3 separate regions of the Rattus norvegicus genome follow, and regions 1 and 2 are each linked to region 3. The links are chromatin contacts, called in public Hi-C maps. All regions are on one chromosome and are shown on one strand. Each heading gives the region's core, a stretch centred on a gene start, on an enhancer-like site or on the middle of the called end of the contact. The rest is flanking DNA. Distances are from core to core; before and after follow the strand shown.

Evidence for each region. Hi-C and Micro-C count contacts between places; a contact is called where the count stands out from the background.
Region 1: a contact with region 3 is called in a Hi-C map of frontal cortex, with 4 times the contacts expected there. The contact joins the enhancer-like site here to the promoter of Fhod3 in region 3. A contact is called at or near these places in 10 of 12 Hi-C or Micro-C datasets (the A7r5 cell line, Schwann cells, frontal cortex and 5 more) and 1 of 1 datasets of contacts at active chromatin or transcription factors (oligodendrocytes).
Region 2: a contact with region 3 is called in a Hi-C map of kidney, with 2.2 times the contacts expected there. The contact joins the enhancer-like site here to the promoter of Fhod3 in region 3. A contact is called at or near these places in 2 of 12 Hi-C or Micro-C datasets (Schwann cells and kidney).

Annotation. Positions count from the first base shown.
Region 1 is chr18:16,514,820-16,518,657 of GRCr8, reverse strand. The region is part of intron 5 of Fhod3 (formin homology 2 domain containing 3); the gene reads right to left. LOC134482922 (a long non-coding RNA gene) reads left to right here. Exons shown (of 4, transcript XR_010059653.1): 4 at 227-429. Among named protein-coding and RNA genes, the nearest start is that of Tpgs2, 250 kb to the left of the region's middle. Within about 2 kb of position 2,282, at least 6 of the 93 cell types and tissues checked have an H3K27ac peak or open chromatin away from gene starts, as enhancers often do.
Region 2 is chr18:16,404,372-16,407,879 of GRCr8, reverse strand. All of the region lies in intron 3 of Fhod3 (formin homology 2 domain containing 3), which reads right to left. Among named protein-coding and RNA genes, the nearest start is that of Fhod3, 140 kb to the right of the region's middle. Within about 2 kb of position 2,214, at least 4 of the 93 cell types and tissues checked have an H3K27ac peak or open chromatin away from gene starts, as enhancers often do. A contact at or near this core is called in kidney, where this site is marked.
Region 3 is chr18:16,266,340-16,270,191 of GRCr8, reverse strand. It overlaps Fhod3 (formin homology 2 domain containing 3), which reads right to left and starts at 2,181. Exons shown (of 28, transcript NM_001415720.1): 1 at 1,887-2,181. The coding sequence starts at 2,051.

The DNA of each region.
Region 1 (3,838 bases), core at 1,033-3,532, 250 kb before region 3:
GATTCCTCCTTCTCACATCCGACTACCTAATCAATAAATTCAGCTTCTGGTATAAGGCACAAAATTGGCCTAGATCAGTAACAGAATGAATGTTCTAGAACTACCCTATAAGTCATTTCACCACTTGACAATGTAACTTGAATAACTCCTACTCATTTCTACTAAAATTATAAAAACAAAAGCAAATTCTATGAAGAAAAAAAAATTTAAAATTCCCTTACCACAGCTACCTGATGACTGTGAGTGGGACGACATGTGACCTACCCATTAGAAATGGAGACAGGGGGCTGGAGAGATGGCTCAGCGGTTAAGAGCACCCGACTACTCTTCCAGAGGTCCTGAGTTCAATTCCCAGCACCCACATGGTGGCTCACAACCATCTGTAATGAGATCTGATGCCCTCTTCTGGTGTGTCTGAAGACAGCTACAGTGTACTTATATATAATAAATGAATAAATCTTTAAAAAAAAAGAAATGGAGACAGGAGTACTTTTGTGGGAGTGGACACTCGGAAAAGGCAGACAACAGAATCATGAGGACTGGCTATGCTCTCTTCAGCTACAATAGAGTAGGACTCTGACACCAGCGATGACTTTTCAAATCCGAGTTAGCTTGAGGGAGCAATGACTGGGCAAATGAACATGGACACACGCACATGCGCCCACACACATGCAGACATACACGCACGCGCACACACACACACAGAGGAACACATGAGCACACCATAACGAATACTCAATCCTGATTTCTGGGAAGGGTTTCTAACTTAAAGATGGGATTCTAACTTACTTAAATCGGACCATTCAAATTCACTCTGAACTTTGAGGTTGATTTGTTCTTTTCTGATTTCCACTATTCGCCAGCCTCCCCACCCCTATAAATATTGAAAATGGAGGCTGGTAATGTCAGAGTAAAATGAAGACCTACGGTTCACATTATTGTTATTTTCTTCCACTTGATTGTCTGGCCTAAATAACAAGCCTCGCCCAGTTTTCCCCGAGGGCAACTGTCAAAGAAATACTCTTTCAACACCATTACTCCATGAGAATTAAGTAGAGTAAGCTGCCAATTCTGGCCTGGAGACAGAAATTTAATCAGCACAAAGAGCTCCGATGAGGTGTCACAGTTCTGAATTCCCTGCTTGCATCGAACAGAATTTACAATGCAAATTTTCCAATTTTAGTAAATAGTACCAACCTTTCCCTACCCTGGAATGTTGATGCAAAAAAAAAAAAAAAAAAAAAAACCCACCAAGCTAGAACTGAAGTTACAAAACTTTGGGCTGAAGATCTTCTCAGAACATGTACACTAATTAGCACTGTGGGAAGAGTCCTTCAAGAACACTTACGTGGGTCTTTCTAGTCGGCCTTCCTTTCCTCAGGACATTATGGCACCAAATGGTCAGCCTCTTAAATCATTTGATGCCGTGTAGAGAGGACTCAATGTCTGTGTCTGGCGTGTTCACACACCTTCCCACCAGTAACATTCTCACCCTTCTGCTTGGTTTCAAAGACCCTTGCCAGCCACCAGCACAGAAATGGCCTCATTACACCACTAGGTAGCATCTATGTGCCCCAGCCTCTCTCAACCTTGCCTAGTCTACATTTGCCATAGCTAGATAAGGATCCCCAAATGGCAATCGATTAGTAGGTCTGAGCCTCCCGAACCTTTTGTCATATTCCTAGATCCTCTTTTGAAAAGTTCTGTTTTGTAGTCGTTACCAAGAACTCACAGAGACAAGAGACTTAACCCGAACACTCCCCAGAGCTCTCCAGCTTAAAAGTTACCATTTCCCTTCTAATGTTACTCAAGGCGCTTGCAGGGATGTTATGTAAAGTTTGGGGCACGAGGGGGCGCACTTCTATTAGGCATGTCCACCTGTTGGCGTTTCACAAATCTGCCTTATTAATAAGCAGGAAGGTAGAACATCTAAAAAAAATCTGGAGCACACTTCTGTGAGTTTAAACAGAAGCAAACCTTGTCCCAATATGTTAATTCTGTATCTGTATTTAAAACTCTAACCACTGAATTTTAACTTTCTTGAAAACCTTCGCTTAAGACATGCACTAACTTACAGAAACTCCTCTGATTCTCTCTCTTGTCATATTCCAGAGTGGGGATCTGCTGCTTATCTGAGAGGCCCACAGAACGCGTGTCCTGTGATTACCTTACAGCTAGCACCCCAGACACTGACGTGGCTCAGGCCAGCCCTCCTAGGCCAGTCACAGAGAATAGTCACTGCGCTGGAAGTCGTGAGCCACCCCTCTGCCATCCCTCCCTGAGGCCTGGCCTCCGCCGCCTGAGCTATCTAGATGTAGGTGTGAGTCTGGTTCGGGTGGCGGTGATGCTCTAGTCATACAGCTTGCTATGAAGACCTGCATTTGGTGTGAACCTTCCCCCAACCAGGCTCTTCCCGAAGAGCTCAGTTCCTGCTGCTAGCCAACACCGAAGGAGAAGCACAGGGAAAGCCAGAGTGCTGGCATCCTGAAGACTAAGCCTCCGCATTCTCCAGTGAGATGGACAGAGACAGGGTAGACGACTCTGGTCTCTGTCTGCCTGGTCTGCTTGCATCTAGGATCCAAATTGCTAGACCAGTTTTCCCACCCCCACTGGTTCGCAGCCAGCTATACACAGACACATGCTTCACAGGCAGTTTCACAAGCACAATCTGAACATTCTGCTACTATCTCCACTTCGTGTAGCATAAAAAGCAAACCCGGGACAAGACCTCTGTTTCTTCTTAGTGTACTATCTGTACTAAAGCTCTCCAGCGGGGAGACCTTCTAAAGTACAGATCCAGGGCGATCATCCCTAGCCCAACCCCCTAGTTAAATCTACACTCTCTGCAAGTGTTCTGTTTGCTGAATGTCCTCTAAGAATATGAGTTGATGAGATAGGACAGTGGTTCTCCACCTTACTAACGCCACAGCCCTTTCATACAGTTCCGCACATTGTGGTGACCTCCAACCATAAATATACTGTGTTGCTACTTCATAACTGTAATTTTGCTACTGTTACAAATCATAATGTAAATATCTGATCTGCAGGATGTCTGATATGAGACTCCTAAAGGGGGGTCATAAGCCATAAGTCGAGAACCTATTATCTAGAGCAATGGCAACACGTGCCAAAATATTCAGAACCAGAAACATTCCTCGTGGGACCATAATCCCCAGTTAACCAAACTTGCTGACTTACAGAGAAGGAACATGAAAAAAAAAATAACCTTTCTTTTAAAAGATGAAAAAACACAGTAATTTAACCTCTAGTGATTATGCAAATGCACTATATTATCTGGCTCCCAAACCTGAAATATATATATATATATGTGTGTGTGTGTGTGTGTGTGTGTGTGTGTGTCTGTGTCTGTGTCTGTGTGTGTATGTGTGTGTGTGTATGTGTGTGTGTGTGTGTTCTTAATAGGTACAAATGCAGTAACTGTGTGGTTATCTATATGTCATATATGTCATAACATGGACAGTCCTTATAAAAGACATTCTGCCAAGCAGAGGAAGCCAAACACCAAAGGACGGACACACATGGAGGGCCTGAACTTACGTGAAACGGCCAAATGAACCAGCCAAGTTCAGAGACCCAGAGAGGGGCTGAGGGGAGACTGGAGGCTTTGTCCAATGGATGCAGAATTTGTTTAGGGTGATGAGAGAATAGAAATAGTAGCAGTCATGATGACAAGGCATAGTGCTGACAAATGCTACTAGATGACACAGCCTTCAAAGACAAAAATGGTTTTATAATATACACATGCTTAAAATACCATCCCTACACAAAGGACAAAACCACGAAACATCCCATCAACGACACTACCTGGCTGAAAACG
Region 2 (3,508 bases), core at 965-3,464, 140 kb before region 3:
GAACCTCCAACCCGCCTCTTCAGCACTACCGCTCAGCCTCAGTATGCTCTTGTGCCCGCCCTCTTCCTCACGCCTTAGTTTGCTTTCTTTGAGCTTCCAGATACTACTGTAAGGAACTGCAGTGATCCAGGATACAATAGCATACAGCTTCAATCCAGTCTCGTGGCTCTACTCCAGAAGGCACTGGATTTAAATATACAGGAAGGGATGGGCCAGGTAGATGCTTCAGCTACCTGGTTCCTCTTTTTTCTGCATGGATTATTAGGTGTTCCTCTCGCACCTGGAGATTCTACAACTTTCCCATCCGTATAGCCCCAGGGCTCTCTAGATCATCGGAGTGTTAAGACTCATTAATACATTAAGTAGTGCATGCATTATGAGGCTACCGTTTACCTATGCCCACGTCTGCCCACGACACAGAACACGATGAAGCAGAGACAGAGGCCCTCCCTAAATGACTTCTGAGAGTGACACTGTGAGCCAGGTTAGCTTTTCTAAGCTCAGGGATCACTCCCAGGAAGATGGAGGGAGGGTAAGTGCTTCAGCTACCTGGTTCAGACAGGAGAAATTCAAGTCCAGACACATTACAATCTGTCCCCTCCCACTCGGCAGTGGCGTCTCCACTCTCATCCTCTCAAGCAAGACTTGTGGGATTTTTTAAAAATCTGGCAATAATAGAAAATTATAAAAGCTGCCTCTTTGCTTTCTGAACACCCTGACTTTTTATTGCTAGATTCAGACACCCTTTCATGTTTGGATTCAAGCCAAAATTCTTACAAAAACTAGATATTCTTAACAAAGCTTGTGTTTACTACACAGCTTTGAACCACATCTGAAGATGCTCTCCCCAGCCAAGATGCTCTCCCAGCCAACAACCCTACCAAATATCTGTAACTGCCAATGAGGGACACAGGACAACCCACTAGGAGATGCTTTCAACCTCCTTGAGTCATCTGCATGGCCATGTCTCATGCGGTGTCAGATTGCCAAGAAAGCCAAGTCCAACACCAGGTTATTCCTCTGGCACTGGAGAACTCGCTGAAGTACCGTGAGTACACCGTGAATGAACAGCCTGTCTCTTTCTGTGCGATAGCTAAACTTTTGCGATAGTGACAAGAAGGACAGGAAGATGGAGATAGATGGAATGGAGGATAGAGACAAAGCTGAGCTTCAGCAGGTAGGGGTGGGAAGAGAGTCTAACTCAATGGGTTACAGTGCTCTGTGAGTAGGGCCCTTTAGGAGGTTAGCTGGGGGAAGAGACAAGAGATGGCTACTCATACTGGACACACTGAATAAATTGCGTGAGACAAGTCATCTCATGACAGAAAGAAGGTGTTACTCTTGGTTCTGTGATTCTTTCCCATGTGGCTGGGGAAGACCAGGGAGTTAGCAGGGCTTTCTTACAATGTTGAGTTCAACCCTCAGAACTCAGTACAAGAAGGCGATGGAGTGGGACTCTCTCTGACCCCACCATTAACTGCCACACATGGAGAAGCCATAGGCTAGTGACCCTCTCCCCGCCATTCCAGGAAGAACCTTGATAATCTGTTTAAAACTTGCAAGCTGCTTGATGTCTATAACCCTATTCTTTTTATTCTTATCCATGACGCAGGAGCCCATGTTGTTTCACACACACTCACACAAAATAACCATTTCGTTTCTAAATACTTTCCTTCGTGCATGTGTGCACCTGAGCATAGTATGTGCACACATGTATGTAAACATGCATGGGGAGACCAGAGGCTGGCATGAGTACCTTTCCAATCACTGCCCATCTTATTGTTGAGACAGGATCTCTCACTGCACCTGGAGCTCATCAGTTGAGTTTGGGAGCTTCAGTGATCTGCCTGTTGCCACGCTCCTTCCACCCAGTTCTGGGGTTACAGATGTGTGTCCCCCATGTCTGGCTTTCCACAATACTTCCATCCAACCCCAGACTGGGTCATCTCCTCGGCCCCTCTATCCTAAATATTTTCTATTGCATGCATCCAATGGAGCTTTCCCTCTTGATCTCTCAAGGAGAGAGGGGAAACCATCGGCATACACAGCCTGTAACCCTGGTCTGATAACGCACGGCTCCCTGTTCCCTGAGCGATAGTCTGCATTTGCTGCAATCACCAGTCAGAAGTTGATCTGTCTCAGACCAGCCAAGGTCACACGAAGAGGGAAAATCTTGCATAGCTAAGGGGTTTATTTGAGGCTCGTGGTTAATTATAATTGTCCTAGGAGCCAGAGTCAGGCTCACCTGTCACCGTTCACTGCTCAGAACAAAGCAGTTCAACAGGAACCAAGGCTGCACTAACTCCACAGGGGGCCTGGAAAACACTGGAAAAGTACAGGTGGCGGATAAAAATATGCAGGCATATGCAAGGTGCACTCTGGAGGTACACGTCTTTCTCAGTTATGTTTACACACAGAGATTCTGCAGAAGGGTACAGGGCCCTGTATACTCCCGTCTGACTGCTGGCTCTCGTCAGTCAGATGGCACCCGATGGGGGAAGGGCAGGAGAACCAACTCCAAGTGGAAAAGGGCATGTTTGCTGCTCTCCTGAACGCCACAGCCCAGTCTGCTCAACCTGCCATCGGACCAGCCAGAACCAAGGTCTGTGCTGTTGAAAAGTGTGTGCTGTGGTAGCCGTTGGCTCATCCCGGAGTCTGAGACGGCAGGGCATGGATTAGGGTTTCCTGGGATCTTACTACATAGCCCAGGCTGGAACACGTAATCTTCCTGCTTCAGCTTCCTGAGTGCTGGAATTGCAAGTGTGTGCCACCATGCCTGGTTAGTTTTTTAATTATTTCCTTAGACACATTTACTAAACTGTGATACTGAAAGAGGTTTTATAAATGCAAGCTTAGGGACTGAGAAGATGGCTCAGTAGACAGAATATTTGCTGCGCAGACCCTCGGGACACATGCGAAAGCTGGGTGTTGTGTAACCTATAATCTCAGCACTGGGAGGCAGGAGAAGGGAGCGCCCCAAGCTTGCTAGCCAGACTAGACGATATTCCAAGTTTATGGGAGACCCCAACCCCTATCATATTTTCTTAGGAAGTCTGACAGAAAGTGATAGAGAAGACACTCAACATCAATCCCTGGCCTCTACATACATGTGCCCAGGCATCCACACACATGTGTGGGAACACATGTAACACACACACACATACACACACACCACACACACATATACACACACACATACACACACACATACACATACACACACACATACACACACACCACACACACATACACACATACCACACACACATACACACACATATACACACACCACACACACATATACACACACACATACACACACACACCACACACACACACACCACACACACACACACACATACACATACACACACACACATACACACATACCACACACACACACATACACACATACCACACACACATACACACATACCACACACACACACATACACACATACCACACACACACACACACACACACACACACACACACAATGGAGGTTTA
Region 3 (3,852 bases), core at 932-3,431:
TCTTGTTCGCAAAGTTGCTGGGAACTAACTAGCATCCTAAAGATATGTGTGCTGTGTACTTAAACACACAGATGCCCTGAATTCTGCTTGATGGAACTCTGGCTAACCGTCAGCCGCCTGCTCTGCTCCTGAGTGCTAAGACATTCAGTGTACAAAAGCAAATGAAAATACTGCTGGTGTCTTTAGCCAGAAGATTCCTAAGACTGAGCCTGGGTAGCTAATCTTCTTGTGTTTGTTTCACAAGGATACCTTGGGAAGTTTGGGGAGGCTGCTGTACTAACAGCTTCTGGTAGGGGGTAGTGAGGAGCATCAGGATTTCCTGCCCTACCAGGAACACTAGATCAAGACTATGGGAACGTAAAAACACACTTGAGTTCGGAGCCCGAAAGGTCAACCCATGGATATAGGGTTTGAGATCCAAGGAAACCACTTCAAGGTCACAGGGCCACAATTATGAGGCTTCTGTGGTTTCAACAAAAGATCACTGTAATCTGAGACCGTGATGAATGGAATAACCATGAAGTGGAAGACACTGTAAAAAAACTTTTAACTGAATCCACTGCTGAAGATGGGGCAGGAACTTACTAAAGCGATTCTTAAGCCTCTGTCTCTCTGGGTATGGTGCTCCATGATCAGAAAGAATCTAAGAATCTAGCCACTCCGCACCAGTACGGAAGGAATGAGAGGGATCTGCCCCAATCCTCATTCAAAACAAACGGGTTAGTTACTAGTGGGAGGGACGGAGCACTAAGGAACTGGGAGCAAGAGGGCACCACTACCAAACATTTGCACGGCCTCCTACTTTCCTTTCAAAACAAGTGGGCATCTTAACCGAAAGCCCAAGGATTTTTCGAAAAATCACTTTTGCTCTTGAAATTAAGAGTTCTCTCTCCCAAATGTTTGTCCATGTTGATTCTCAAGGAATTATTTAACTCAAAACTTTGATGTGGACCTAAACAGAAAATACATCAAGGAGGGAAACCGTTCAAGGTGCAGTCAATCTGTGTAAGCGGGAGGAAAGGTTTTCCCGGGGAGCTAAATGATTAGCTTCCAATGCCTGGCTCTTCACAATCACTTTGCAAGACGCCTGGCCTCCTTCAAAGGGTTAAAAAAGAAAGAAAAGACATGAAAAGAAAACTCTAACGGGTGGACTGAGACGCCATTCTTCCCAGGGGACACTCACTTGGGGCTCCTGGGCCGAGGCTTTGTGCGCCCCTTGCCCGCGCCCCCGCCCTTCCTCCCACAGGGGCTGCTTCTCCAAGGTTCCTGAGGCCACCTGCTCCTCGGAAGAAAAAAAGAAAAAACGGGATAGTGTGAACGCTAGTTATCGCAGTGCGCGCCCCTTCCCAGAGGGAAGAGGGGGAGGTGTTCCCGGAAAGCGTGCTTTGTCGCGAGGGTCGCCCAGCCGCCCACAGTGCCAGGGAGGCCCAACAGAGCTTCTGACCCCGGCATCTTTCAGGGCTCTCTTCAAGAAAACCGGGTTCCGCAGTCCCCAGGGCTCTTTCCGCGCTCGGCTCTGGGCCAGGCGGGGTACCCAGGTTGATCGCCCGGGCGACCAAGCTGCACCCCGCCCACCAGGCCGAGCTAACGGAGAGGCCACGGAGATCCTAATGCAACCCGCCTCCGGCCGGCATGGCACCTGCTGGGCCCCGCTCGCCCTAAGATCTGCACTGGGGCATAGAGCTGTCCTTCCCGCCAGGCACAGAGAGTCGTGCGCTAGCTTCTGGGTGCTCCTGGCCCCTTTGCCTAAGCCTCAGTGGCATATGCCCTTGGGCGCGTGTCCCTAGGGCCTCGACCAGTTCAGCCCGACTTCAGCGCCCTCACCCCGGCAGGCACAGCTGCAGGGGTTGCGTCTCCAGCCTCCCACCTATCCCTCCCGATCTTACCTTGTGTGGCGCCCTCAGCAGCCGATGGACCCCGGCCAACTGGGTGCCCAGAGCCAGGTCCTCGCGGAATGTGAACAGCGGTGGCCGGCTGGGCTCTGGGAAGTTGGTGCTGTTGAAAGGATCGGTGTCGTCCAAGAACTGCACGCGACAAGCCAGCGTGGCCATGATGCATCCCTGCCCCGTGGGGCACGGGCCCCGGGGTCAGCGGGCCGCGCAGGCGGGGGCGCCGGGTGTGTGCGGAGAAGCTGCCGCCGCCGCCGCCGCCGCCGCTAACAGGCTCGCGGGCTAGCAGGCTACAGCGCGCCCGGCTGCAGCCAGGACTCCGGCCACGGGGGGCGGGGCGGGGGCGGGGCTGCGCCCCCTCCTCCTCCCGCTCCCCCTCGGGCTCCTCCCCTGCTCGGTTTACCAGCCACCGGACCGGGCTTCCCCGACCTTCGCGACCGCTGCAGGGACAGGGAATGAGAGAGCTACAAGCGCAGAGTCGGCAGCCCTGAGCCTAGCAGCAATCAACGCGCAGGAACGCCCCTGCGCAGAGCTCTCTGCACGTGTGCCGGTCGCCCAGTTACGGACGCACCAGCCTCGGAGCGCTGGCTCTAGACTGGGGACAAGGCAGTCTTCAGACTATGTTCCCCCTAGAACAGGGCACAGCACAACCCTTCCCAGACGAGAGCGACAGAGCCGGTCTCCCTGTTGCTGGGCACCCAGAGACCCGGGAGCAAAGCTCTCTGCAGGCCTGTGACTGGGAGATAGCGATCCTAAGCCCTGGAGAGGATTCCAGGGAGGTTTGCGCCGGAGTGAAAAGAAGCTAAGAAGGGGGGGGGGGGGGGGGGGAGCGGAGGTTATGAATCCCAGCAGCATTTCTTGAGCCAGGGAACCTGCAGTGAGAATTGGAAGACTGCAAAGAGAGGCTCGGCGACCCCAAAACTGGGCCCGGACAGCTGCCTGAGAGTTATAGTTGAACCTGTCCATTATCACCCCTCTCCTCAGTAAGGTCTAACTTGACCTTCTGCGACAGAGAAAGAAGGGTGCTTCTAGTCAGACCCCGGAATGGTGAAGATGCGGAGAAGAACCGGACTGGGAGTTAGGGGGCCTCCCTCGCAACAGGGACTTGGCATGTAGCTTGACAGCCTGCCTTCTTCCTCTAGGCTGGCAATACCATGCAGCAGATCACCGTTCTCCTTGCTGCTCACGGGCGACCCCTTACGTTTCCAAAGAGAACTGACTACCTTTTCCATTCCCAGATCACATTACTGATACCTAATCCCTCTCGGTCGCCCTAATAATCAATATATCCAGCCGTTCTTCACACCCATGATGCCTCCATAGTACGTCCCTCTCCCTTTTCTCTGGTTTCAAGAGAAAAGAAACCCTTGCCCTTCACTTAGCAGCCTCACTCGAATCTTTCACATGCATTCTTTGTGGATTCCCCACAAGTTTGTGTGTGTGTGTGTGTGTGTGTGTGTGTGTGTGTGTGTGTGTGTGTGTGTGTGTTTCAATGTAGGGCCCTATCCTGAAGATTTCCTTTGTGGCTCTTTTAGCTGGGTATAATGCACACCTCACTCAGGAGGCAGAGGCAGGCAACTTTCTATAAGTTTGACGACAGCCTAATCTATATAGTGAGTCCCAGGACATTCAAAGTTACATAGTAAAGAGATTCCATCTCAAAAGCAAGGGTAGAGGCATTGATGAAGTTCCTCCTGGCCTCAAATTCATGATCCTCCTGCCCCAGTCTCTCTAACAAGGTGATGCACCATACTGGAATCATACTTTTTTGGATTTGTGATGGTTAATATGTATTGTCAACTTGACTGTATTTAGAATCGCCATGGTAACATGCCTCTGAAGCATTATAGAACGATGTTTGCAGGAAAGTTTGAGTGAGGAAAAGAAGACCCACCCTGAGCTGTGGATGAAGCTACCACCATGGGCGAGCCCTAAGTAAGAGAAAGCAAGCTGCGCAGGCATC